Linked DNA regions of Mus musculus: regions 1, 2 and 3 are each linked to region 4. Evidence: chromatin contacts called from public Hi-C data. All regions are on one chromosome and are shown on one strand. The core of a region is the stretch at or near the end of the contact, and the rest is flanking DNA. Distances in the headings are between cores, read along the strand shown. Region 1 overlaps Syne1 (spectrin repeat containing, nuclear envelope 1). Region 2 overlaps Syne1 (spectrin repeat containing, nuclear envelope 1). Region 3 overlaps Syne1 (spectrin repeat containing, nuclear envelope 1). Region 4 overlaps Syne1 (spectrin repeat containing, nuclear envelope 1).

What was found. A called contact is a pair of places that touch in the nucleus more often than the background predicts.
Region 1: a Hi-C map of the C2C12 cell line shows a contact between it and region 4, with 1.8 times the contacts expected there. The contact joins two enhancer-like sites. A contact is called at or near these places in 3 of 15 datasets of contacts at CTCF or cohesin (the NIH/3T3 cell line, large pre-B cells and pro-B cells), 8 of 484 Hi-C or Micro-C datasets (the C2C12 cell line, the MC38 cell line, bone marrow-derived macrophages and 3 more), 1 of 115 datasets of contacts at active chromatin or transcription factors (trophoblast stem cells) and 1 of 9 other capture datasets (pancreatic islet).
Region 2: a Hi-C map of uterus shows a contact between it and region 4, with 6 times the contacts expected there. The contact joins two enhancer-like sites. A contact is called at or near these places in 1 of 15 datasets of contacts at CTCF or cohesin (the NIH/3T3 cell line), 4 of 484 Hi-C or Micro-C datasets (embryonic stem cells, granulocytes, myeloid progenitors and 1 more) and 1 of 115 datasets of contacts at active chromatin or transcription factors (embryonic stem cells).
Region 3: a Hi-C map of the C2C12 cell line shows a contact between it and region 4, with 3 times the contacts expected there. The contact joins two enhancer-like sites. A contact is called at or near these places in 2 of 15 datasets of contacts at CTCF or cohesin (the NIH/3T3 cell line and pro-B cells), 13 of 484 Hi-C or Micro-C datasets (the AML12 cell line, the C2C12 cell line, brown adipocytes and 6 more), 2 of 115 datasets of contacts at active chromatin or transcription factors (both in bone marrow-derived macrophages) and 2 of 9 other capture datasets (adipose tissue and liver).

Annotation. Positions count from the first base shown.
Region 1 is chr10:5,180,849-5,183,548 of GRCm38.p6, forward strand. The region is part of intron 94 of Syne1 (spectrin repeat containing, nuclear envelope 1); the gene reads right to left. Among named protein-coding and RNA genes, the nearest start is that of Gm51757, 140 kb to the right of the region's middle. Within about 2 kb of position 1,258, at least 59 of the 459 cell types and tissues checked have an H3K27ac peak or open chromatin away from gene starts, as enhancers often do. A contact at or near this core is called in the C2C12 cell line, the MC38 cell line and embryonic fibroblasts, where this site is marked.
Region 2 is chr10:5,233,515-5,236,214 of GRCm38.p6, forward strand. Syne1 (spectrin repeat containing, nuclear envelope 1) reads right to left here. Exons shown (of 146, transcript NM_001347711.1): 74 at 1,053-1,178. Among named protein-coding and RNA genes, the nearest start is that of Gm51757, 92 kb to the right of the region's middle. Within about 2 kb of position 1,382, at least 30 of the 459 cell types and tissues checked have an H3K27ac peak or open chromatin away from gene starts, as enhancers often do. A contact at or near this core is called in uterus, where this site is marked.
Region 3 is chr10:5,198,540-5,201,239 of GRCm38.p6, forward strand. All of the region lies in intron 90 of Syne1 (spectrin repeat containing, nuclear envelope 1), which reads right to left. Among named protein-coding and RNA genes, the nearest start is that of Gm51757, 130 kb to the right of the region's middle. Within about 2 kb of position 1,367, at least 13 of the 459 cell types and tissues checked have an H3K27ac peak or open chromatin away from gene starts, as enhancers often do. A contact at or near this core is called in the C2C12 cell line, where this site is marked.
Region 4 is chr10:5,304,420-5,307,119 of GRCm38.p6, forward strand. It overlaps Syne1 (spectrin repeat containing, nuclear envelope 1), which reads right to left. Exons shown (of 146, transcript NM_001347711.1): 47 at 1,259-1,466; 48 at 1-87. Among named protein-coding and RNA genes, the nearest start is that of Gm51757, 21 kb to the right of the region's middle. Within about 2 kb of position 1,347, at least 29 of the 459 cell types and tissues checked have an H3K27ac peak or open chromatin away from gene starts, as enhancers often do. A contact at or near this core is called in the C2C12 cell line, the MC38 cell line, embryonic fibroblasts and 1 more, where this site is marked.

The DNA.
Region 1 (2,700 bases), core at 8-2,507, 120 kb before region 4:
GGGGGAGGGGGAGGGGGAGGGGGAGGGGGAGGGAGAGAGGGAGAGGGGGAGGGAGAGAGGGAGAGGGGGAGGGAGAGGGGGAGGGAGAGGGGGAGGGGGAGGGGGAGGGAGAGGGGGAGGGGGAGGGAGAGGGAGAGGGGGAGGGGGAGGGGGAGGGGGAGGGAGAGGGAGAGGGAGAGGGAGAGGGAGAGGGAGAGGGAGAGGGAGAGGGAGAGGGAGAGGGAGAGGGAGAGGGAGAGGGAGAGGGAGAGGGAGAGGGAGAGGGAGAGGGAGAGGGAGAGGAGGCAGAGAGGGAGAGGGAGGTTTCTTTGGGTCGGCACTGACTCGTGGTGATAAAGAGGACATGTGAGCGACAGGAACAGAGTTAGACAAGTGGCTAGAGATTACTAGAAGTCGGGAAAGGGATCTGACAAAGGGGGAGGGGGCAAGGAGAGAGGATTTGATCAGTTCATATTTTATATATGTGACTTCACTGTACCTCTGATCTGCCAAATCCACTGAGATTTAACTAATGACGAGTTGTGTTGTCTTTTCTGGCTATTTCTTATATGATTCTCTCTCTCTCTCTCTCTCTCTCTCTCTCTCTCTCTCTCTCTCTGTATGTGTGTGTGTGTATCTCTCTCTGTCTCTGTCTCTCTCTCACACACACATACACACATGTATACTTATATATACATATATAATAAATTTTAGAAAATCATACTGACTCCCATTAAGATACCCATCCACTAATATTTTAATGCAAGACAAATACTTGGAGCTTCACCCAAGCCCAATCCTTTAATAGTAGGGCCACATGGAACTTAAGTTTATTCCATTCCAAAAGAAAAGAGTAACTCTACTCAGTCTCCAGGCTATACCTTTGAGTACAATTGTTTCCATGATTCATTTGTTAGAATAAAATAGCCTCAGAACTTGTCCCAAAGCCTGTCACTGAGCTGAGTGTGGTAAAGATGCCAAATGCCCGACACCCCACCCCTTACCTGGGCAGTCTGGGAAAGCTGGCAGGCTGACAAACTGAGCTACTACCCAGGCCCAGATCCAGGACTTTGAGCTGGCCCTCCATAACACCTACCCCACCTATGAGCTGCTCAGGTATGTGAAAGGGCTGATCCTGCAGATCCAAAGCTGCAGGGTCTCCATGACTCAGGGCCACAGCAGGATATCCGAGAGGAGTCTCCGAAGACCCAGCATTGACAGTGGAGCAGAAGCCAGAGGCCTCAAACCAGACCAATGACTCATTGTAATGAACATCTGCAAGCTGTTTGGGCAAAAGGGCAGATTGTGTGACACACTATGACACACCGCAGCTTCCATGGTGAGGTGCTTTGTTGTTGTTTGTTTTTCATTTTTGTTTTTATTTCCTTTGGGGGGTTATAGAGTGGAGGGCAGATATGGGAAGAGTGGGATTAGGTGCATGATGTGAAATTTACAAGTATCAATAAAATTTTATGAAAAAAAAAACATAGAAAATGGCTCAAATTCCAACCACAGGGTATAACATTCAAACACACATCACCATCATTCGAACTGCACTGGGTCCTGTGCCCATTATACATCATAGAGAGCCTAACTGGAGAGAGAGGGGCCTGAAAGCACCAACCAGACTGAGGAAGCACATTGAGGCAAGAGTCCGGAGCAGTGGTACCCAACCTTCCTAATGCTGCAAACCTTTAGTGCAGTTCCTCATGCTGTGCTGACCTCAAGCCATAAAATTACTTTTGTGGCTACTTCATAACTGTCATTTTGCTATTACTACTAATTACAATATAAATATGTGATATGCAGGATATCTGACCTGTAACCCTTGTAGGGGTTGAGACCCATAGGCTGAGAACCTTGTAAGAATTAGATCAATAAGAAATAATCCTTATGGCAGCGTTCAGGAAAATAAGAAGCAAAACATTTCTATCAATTCCTTTAAAGTATAAACAAGCATCCTGGACTTCTCCACCACTGTTCAGTTGGAATTTAGAAATAGAAGATCTATAATGAAGGACTGTTCCTGACTCCAGGGACAGATTTAGATAGTGTGTCGGCACTAGCTCTTCGTGTAGGCAGCTTTGCCCCAGAATTTGTAGAACTTAGGAACAGACATTGGAAGCGAACAAAGATGGCCCAGGAAGAAGAAGCTAGAGTGCAGGGTATATACACAACTGCACCAAATTGCATGTGCTCTGTGTCTCCTCACCCTCCATTAGGCCATTAATAAGCTACCTAAGCTGTGATGTCTAGCTTACGTTCGTCATTAAATGAGCTATGTTGTCTCACTGTGGTCATGGGAGGCACTGTCTTCAGGAACAGCAAAAGGACAGAAAGTCATGGCTTCAGCTGCAAGAGAAGTTATTTGATGTCTTTCTGATTCATAATAAGCAGCAATAATGTACAATTTTAGCTGGGTGTTGGGGGAGCTGTGGTCAGTTACCTAGGTTTATAGGGATGATAAGCCTCCAAAAGAGGTAGAGATAACCTAAAGATAGACAGAATGAAACAATTTAAACCTTCTCCCAGATCACTGGTTCTCAATAATATGTGTGGCTCTTGAATTACCCTGATAAATACTGCTCCTAGATAACTCATTCCATATTCTCTTTGGATGCTTGAAGGAAAACAGGTCCATCAGGCAAGAACATAACACTATGGCCCCTCTAGTAAGGGACAGGGATGTCTGGAGGTGACAGTACTCTAGCAAGACAATGG
Region 2 (2,700 bases), core at 132-2,631, 71 kb before region 4:
TTCATTTTCCGTACCTCATCTCTGTTCAGTGAATCTAACCTCTGGGTTGTCAGTGGGTTGCTGGGAAGAGCCTGGTCCTGTGCTCCCGCTCAGCCAGATCCGAAAGGCACCTCTTTCTTTGTATCAAAGAAAAACAGATTTCCTTTAGGCTTAAGAGTTTCCAACGAATTAAAACATCTAAGAGTTCTCCTGTGTGATTTTTAATCAGTGCTGCAAAGATCCAAGAAATTTTACCAATGTATGAGATCAAAGAGTTCCCCAAGAGCTTTTCCATTTAGGCCAAGCAGTAAATACATCTATTTGACTGGAAAATTGGGATTTGAGTAATTAAGAAAGGCTCACATCTCTTATATATTTGTTTCTTCATCTTTAAAAACATGGTTTAATGTTGTTATCTGCTTTTTTATTTATTTATTTTTTGGAAAGTGAATTATACAGGCCTAGAAATTCTGGCAATCCTCCTGTTTCAACCTCCTTTACCCGGACCCCAGGAGTGGGATTTCAGATTTACCACACTGCTGTACATAGCCCTATCAATGTTTTAGATTGTCTTTAGATCTGCCCTTCTGGTTTTTGGAAGTGTATAATTTGTCTTATTACAACTGTCACCCTTTGGAAGGATTTAAGCAGTAGCCCGTTGGTGGGCCTTATATAAAAAAGCTAGGGCAGTGGACTCTTCAGCGTATTCCTTAAAGAACAGGATGGGAAAGGAGAAAAGAACAACAGAAAGAGGCGCGAGGGACTAGGAAAACCACGAGAGACTGGTAATTAAGGTGGAGGAAGGTGCCAGCGGTGGTGGTTGTACAGACTAAACAATTCAGTGGTGACTCCACTGACTTAGTATCTACCTTCCTTTCTGGGATGGCAAAAATAAAATAAAATAAAATAAATCACATATTGACTTGTTACTGTGGCTTGAAGAGGGTTATAGCAAGAATATCTCCAGAAATATTTTCTTTAAATCTCACAGCTTTGAAGATGGAGAGAAGATAACAAGGCAGACAAAGCAGACAATTAGTTGCAATCATGAACATATATATATATATATTTACCAGCTGCTCTGTTTGCTGAATATCTTTTGCTGTGTTTTTCACTGAGGAGTTTGACAAGTCACACATGGAGCAAAGGAGATCCAAGTAGGTCCTGGCCTGCTCTTGCAAAGCTCTGAAGTGTTTGACCTGAAAAAGAAAAAGAAAAAAAAAAAAGGATTGTCAGGTTGAACAAGAGGGGTGCACTGTTTTGGTGGCGAACTGTGCAGTTGGTAGCCTTTTATTGATATATCAAAAATCATCTTGTTATGTCAGTGTTTTCCACACTGTCCTGAAATATATTTGTGACTCATGGGAGAGAATTCCAAACACACTGTAGGATCTGTTTGTCCGCCATCTGCTTCCCATTATAATTAAAGCTGTCTGCGTGGTCTGGGAAGGGGGCAACGTAAGGCTTGTCTCCAGACTCTCTGGATTTTTCTACCAGCATTCTCATTTAGGAGAAGAAATCGCAGCGCACTTGTCTCTGCTTAGTTATGCTTGTGTATAGCCTGAGACAAGATCACTGTCAGGGTCAGCTGGGGAGCTTCTTCAGAGTGATATGACCAGGGTTCCTTTTGATGCAAAAAGTTCATCACCTGCTCTTCCCTTTTTCAGAGTCCACCAAGAAGGGCTTATGTGAAATTTTTTTTCATTTCTCCATGGAAACACAGACACACAGCTGCTTAGCATTGAGGAAACATATGTTTTAGATACAGTGTATAAAGCACTCCAAATAACACAATCTTGGCTCTCATGGACTGGCACTCTTCTGAGGAAAAACAAGGTAATAGATCAGCAGATGCATGCCTGGCACAAGAAGTAGGAAAGAAAGGTGCTGAGAGTCTAGACGGTGTGGAGAAAGCATTGCTACTGCACAAGCAGCATATCTCCAAGACTGCTCAGAGTGTTAGATCGGAACATATTCAGGAAGTGAGCCATCAAACACGACAAAGGATGGACAGTGGGTGCAAAAGCCAAAGCAGAGGGAACCCTGAGTCGACAGAGACCAAGTCCTGGAGGCTGTCAATCAGTGGTCAAAAGGGTGAACAGAGACCAAGTCATGGAAGCTATCAAAGCTATTAATTGCATCTGTAATAAAAGGCTGGAAGGCAAGGAATGGCTCAGGAAAGCTTACAGTGTAAAGAAAATCCATCATGTGTCCACAGTGTAGTTTTATTCTGCTCTAAGGAGAGATAGAATCGTGTACTGTGATGGGACATAAGTAGAACTGGAAGCAACTATGTTAAATGAAATAAGACAAGCATCCTGGTGTTCTGCTTTCTGCCTCTAGTTAGCATGTCCAGTCTCAGAACCACTGAGATCTGAGGTAAATAGCTCTGTGAGGATAGGTCTGTCTGAAACATTATGGAATGTCCAGTAGTATCCCTGGACTTCAGCATCCCAATGACTGTTAATTGTGGCAACTTACAATGCGTTTAATCACCACTAAATGACCCTGGTGGGGGCAGGGGACTTAAGAAGATGTCCCCCAAGTCCACACCTCAACTTTTCCTTTGTTAGACAAATTATGAAAACAGTCTATTCATGGGCTGTGGCATAAATTTTGGAATTTATTCTAAAAGATGATGGATGGCATTGGATGCCTTGACCAGGCCTTGGCCTGAATGCTATTCTTGAAGGCACATGGAGTAATAGGGAACACAGAGAA
Region 3 (2,700 bases), core at 117-2,616, 110 kb before region 4:
ATTGCTGGTGGGATTGCAGGCTTGTACAACCACTCTGGAAATCAGTCTGGTGGTTCCTCCGAAAATTGGACATGGCAGTACTGGAAGATCCAGCAATACCTCTCCTGGGTATATACCCAGAAGATGTTCCAACTGGTAATAAGGACACATGCTCCACTATGTTCATAGCAGCCTTATTTATAATAGCCAGAAGCTGGAAAGTACCCAGATGCCCCTCAACAGAGGAATGGATACAGAAAATGTGGTACATTTACACAATGGAGTACTACTCAGCTATTAAAAACAATGAATTCATGAAATTCTTAGACAAATGGATGGATCTGGAGGATATCATCCTGAGTGAGGTAACTCAGTCACAAAAGAACACACATGATATGCACTCACTGATAAGTGGATATTAGCTCAAAAGCTCGGAATACTGAAGATACAATTTACAAACCACATGAAACTCAAGAAGAAAGAAGACCAAAGTGTGGATATTTCGATCCTTCTTAGAAGGGGGAACAAAATACATATAGTAGAAGTTACAGAGAAGTTACAGTTAGTTCGGAACAGGGACTGAAGCAATGACCATCCAGAAACTGCCTCATGTGGGGATCCATCCTATAAACAAACACCAAACTCAGACACTATTGCAGATGCCAACAAGTGCTTGCAGACAGGAGTCTGATATAGCTGTCTCCTGAGAGGCTCTGCCAGTGCCTGTCAAATACAGAAGTGGATGCCCACAGTCATCCGTTAGACGGAGCACAGGGTCTCCCATGAAGGAGCTAGAGAAAGTACCCAAAGAGCTGAAGGGGTTTGCAGTCCCATAAGAGGAACAATGAACTAACCAGTACCCCCAGAGTGGACTCGTGGCTCTTGCTGCATATGTAGCAGAGGATGGCCTAGTCGGTCATCAATGGGAGGAGAGACCCTTGGTCCTGTGAAGTTTCTATGCCCCAATACAGGGGAATTCCAGGACCAGGAAGTAGGAGTAGGTGGGTTGGGGAGCACGGGAGGGGGGAAAGGATAGGGGATTTTCAGAGGGGAAACTAGGAAATCAGATGGCATTTGAAATGTAAACAAAGAAAATATCTAATAAAAAAAGAATATTGGTTTTGCAAACCATAGAAATGTACTATGCTGGTAAACTGAAGAAATTGTTTACTTATATGTGGAAAGCAGGCATGACATTTTCACACTTCAGGGGAACAGTTCAATCTCTGAGAAGTTTACTGTCACATCGAGGCCAGGAAGATATGATAGAGGTAATAAAAAAAAAATCAGATAGAAAGCAAAACATAACGTCTGTCCTTGGCATGAAGAACTAAATAACCCTCTCTGTGTCACCCATCACAATGTATGGAGCTATGAGTCAGCCCCCAAGGGAGAGAGAATTGACCTAATAGGAAATGACGGGCCAGGGACAGAATTTGCTGCTAAATATCACTGGGCTTTGTCACTCTGGAGCTGTGAGACCTGAGATTCAGGAAGATGTAAGGTGATGCAGAAAAGACAAGGAGACACCTGTGAGGCAAAGAACCTTGATAATTCTTGATCTCAGTGAAAGAGTCTAAGCAGTGGACGACAGGCAGAAGTGCTTTTCCCTGTAACATGAAGTCACCCTTTGTTTGTAAAAAGGCCAACACCACCACAAAGCATTGGACCTGGTTGTTTCTTAAAAGGCTTTAGAAATCAAGGATTAGACTATTTTCATGAATTAACTGTTTGGTGCACTAATCTATTTCCATGCATGGGATTCTCAGTGGAACATTCCACAAATAGCACATAGAGGCTGCAGAATGGGAAATACATGGGAAATACCTGTATTACTGAGCAGCAAGAATCACCTTGAAAATGCAGAAACAGCTGAAGTGCTGTGTGTTGAAGTACCTCTTATTTGCCTGCTGTAATTATCCTCTTGGAGGCTTGCTGCCTCCCTCTGTTAACCTAGGCCTAGTCCTGGAAGCTTCCAGCCTCTATACAATCTAATCTAGCCATAAAATGTTTTCAGCCTGTGAGATTTGCTGCTCACTAAGCTCAGCCTTTCTTGTTCTTTCTGAACTCTTGCTGCTGGTTCACCTCAGGTGTTCTGCCTCAAACTCCTCTCCCAGCTGACTTATTCAATCTGGCTTTTCTCTTAGGCCTTTGAATTGTTCTGCTTTACCACAAATGAACTCTAGCAATGTTTTCTAATCTTCCAGCTCTTTCTTGTTTTCTTGCTAGTGCTGTCTTTACCTGTGTCAAGCTTGTTCTTTCTTCAGTCTGTCTCTGTAAAACTTTCCCAATAAAACTGCCTCCTCCTCCCTCTCTCTGCTGTTCTGCTGTCTCTCAACTCTACTGCACTGTTCTCCATGGACTCTATTCCTGTACTGTATGTACCCTCTTCTTCCTGTACTTTCTGTCTCTACTTCAAGTAGTGTAGCATCCCTCAGCCTTGAAGCAGGCTGATTCAGACTTTGCTGCCACTGAATATGAGATCACCTAGGGTGTAGCCTTCCAATTTAGATGGCTATATTATTATGTCAACTACCTCTGCTCTTCTCTGAGACTCTGCTACCTGCTGAGAGACCCTTGGGACATTCAGAGACACATCCTATCCTGCACTTTGCCTACAGGCTGGCTCTAGGCACCAAGAATGGATTGGTGGGGGATGCCCCCCCCACCCTTTTATAAGCACATTCTCTTAGTAACGCCTTGATCAGAGAAAACTTGTCT
Region 4 (2,700 bases), core at 97-2,596:
GAATTTGGCTGTCACCAGTTAGATTAGAAGATTCTCTGGCTGCTGCTTTTGCTCCTAAAAACCATTCTTGGAATTCTTTCATAGAACCTTTTGAAAATTCAGAAAAGAATAGATAAATTCAAAATGCTGAGTGAAATCCTAGGACAGTTGCAATGAATTATTTCTCCATTCCACTCCTTTCCTTCCTGGTCTTTAAAACACTCCCAAAAAACCCCCAATAATATAGATCTACAGTCATGAATATTAATGGTAGAATGGATAAATTACATCAAAGAGACTAAAAAGTTATAAAGCACTAGAAGTATTTGTTTTCCTCTTATTTTCCTTTATTTTGGTAAAGAGTTTGTAAGAATCCCAGGAGAAATGTACTCAAGAACGTTAAAGATATGAGTGTACGTTGCGTGTGTGTGTGTGTGTGTGTGTGTGTGTGTGTACGTGTGTGAAGGCCAAAAGTCTGCAGCAGCTGTCTTCCTGTTTCTCTACATGTTATTTTTGGCTATCAAGTCCCTCAGTAAACCTGGATTTCGTGTGTTCATCTAGACTATCTGTCAAGTGAGCTGTAACGATCCATCCATCTCTTCCTTCCTAGCACTAAGAAGACAGACATGTGCCACCCAAGTCAGCTTTTATAGGATGCAGAGGATCCATACCCAGGTCCTCTTGCTTGAACAGCAAGCTATTTACTCACAAGCCCTCCCCAGCCCTGAAAGAAAGCTTTTCTTTATGGCCTCATCAGGGACCACTTTCTTTACTACACTGACTTAGAAAAGATGAAGCAAATAAGAATGATGTTCCCACATCAAAGTGGAAGACAGCTTCTCAGAGTCAGAATCGGAGAGTTGGAAGTTTCTGGACCATATGGCTGTCATGGCTATGGCCTTTTCTACCATCCATGTGTATAGCAACAATTCATCCTAGCACGGAAAAGTGTCTAGCTATTTGGCTAGCCATTTCTGACCACTTGAACAGAGGCAGTTCTTCACACACGTAAGCTCCTATATGGAAGAGCCAGATATAATTGAGGATCATCAAAATGGCTAGATTCGTGGTCTCTCATGGGGAGAGGGGATATTCTCCAAAAGGTGAGAGCATCTGTAACAGAACCTCTGTCACCCAAATCTCACAGAGCACGAGTGAATTTGAAACATTAATCTGACTAAAAGGTTTGTTCAAACTTCTGCTGGCAGTTTCTGAGCAGCATTTGGTCCAAACCCTTTCTCATAAACAGATGATTCAGACTAAAAGCCCTTCAGCTCACCACTGAAGTGTTTTTCCAGAGAGTCCTGTATGCGGGCCTGGGTTTGGGAGCACAGCTGGCTCGTGGCTTCATGTTTCTTTATTAGCCCAGTCATTGCACGGCCCAGGCTCTCCAGCTCCACCGAGTGGTGCTTCCGGCACAGACTGTTGAGCTCTTCTTGAGTGGAGGTGATGCTGTTTTGTTGACTTTGAAGTTCTTTTCGTATGTCCTAGTGATGAAGGCACACTGTAAATATACTGGGAGGGATGCTCACCCCATTAAAGAGAAGTATTGTAATTATTTTTCCTGGTATGTTTTTAAGATCTGAAATTACTAATGTCAAAATCTCCTCAATTATGTATACTTGTAGGTTGGATTCAAAAGCTTCTTCTATATATGATAAGTATCTATACCTATAAGATCTTATCACTGAGGTCACGTAAACATGATATATATATATAAAATGACATCTCAGTATGGATGGAAGGAATCTCACAAGACCTCACCCCTAGACAAAGAGCTATAGGAAATTAATGGTTGCCAAGAGGGATAATCAATATTCTCTGAGGACGGCTTCCCAGACAAGTTATCCAGTCTCAGGTGGTCAGCCCTAAGCATGTGTATATATGATCAACAGCAAATGGACTCGGTAGCTTACATGCATGTGTGTGCATGTACGTGCATGTACGCATGCATGAACACACACACATACACACACACACACACACACACACACACACACACACACACACACACCAATAATTATTAAAGAAAGCCGGGCGTGATGGCGCACACACCTTTAGTCCCAGCACTTGGGAGGCAGAGGCAGGCGGATTTCTGAGTTCGAGGCCAGCCTGGTCTACAAAGTGAGTTCCAGGACAGCCAGGGCTACACAGAGAAACCCTGTCTCGCAACACACACACACACACACACACACACACACACACACACACACACCAATAATTATTAAAGAAAGCCGGGCGTGATGGCGCACACGCCTTTAGTCCCAGCACTCAGGAGGCAGAGGCAGGCGGATTTCTGAGTTCGAGGCCAGCCTGGTCTACAAAGTGAGTTCCAGGACAGCCAGAGCTATACAGAGAAACCCTGTCTCGAAAAACCATAAAAAAAATAATTATTAAAGAAGACATCATGAATTTGAGAGGAAATGGAGGGCATAGAAGGAGTAGGAGTGGGGGAAAGGTTGGGATAGAAATGATATAACTACAATACTCAAGCAAGAATCTCAAAAACAATAAAAGAAATATTAAAAAATTGAAAAAAATCCATGTAATAGACAAACTGTATATTTTATAAACCTGTGTGTGTATTCATGTATTGCAAGCATGTGTGCATATGGAGTTTAGATGACAGCTACCAGGATCTTTCCATCTTGAATTTTGAGACAGGGTCTCTCATTGGACTGGATGGAGCTCTCCTTGTCTATTTGACAGGATCTCTCATTG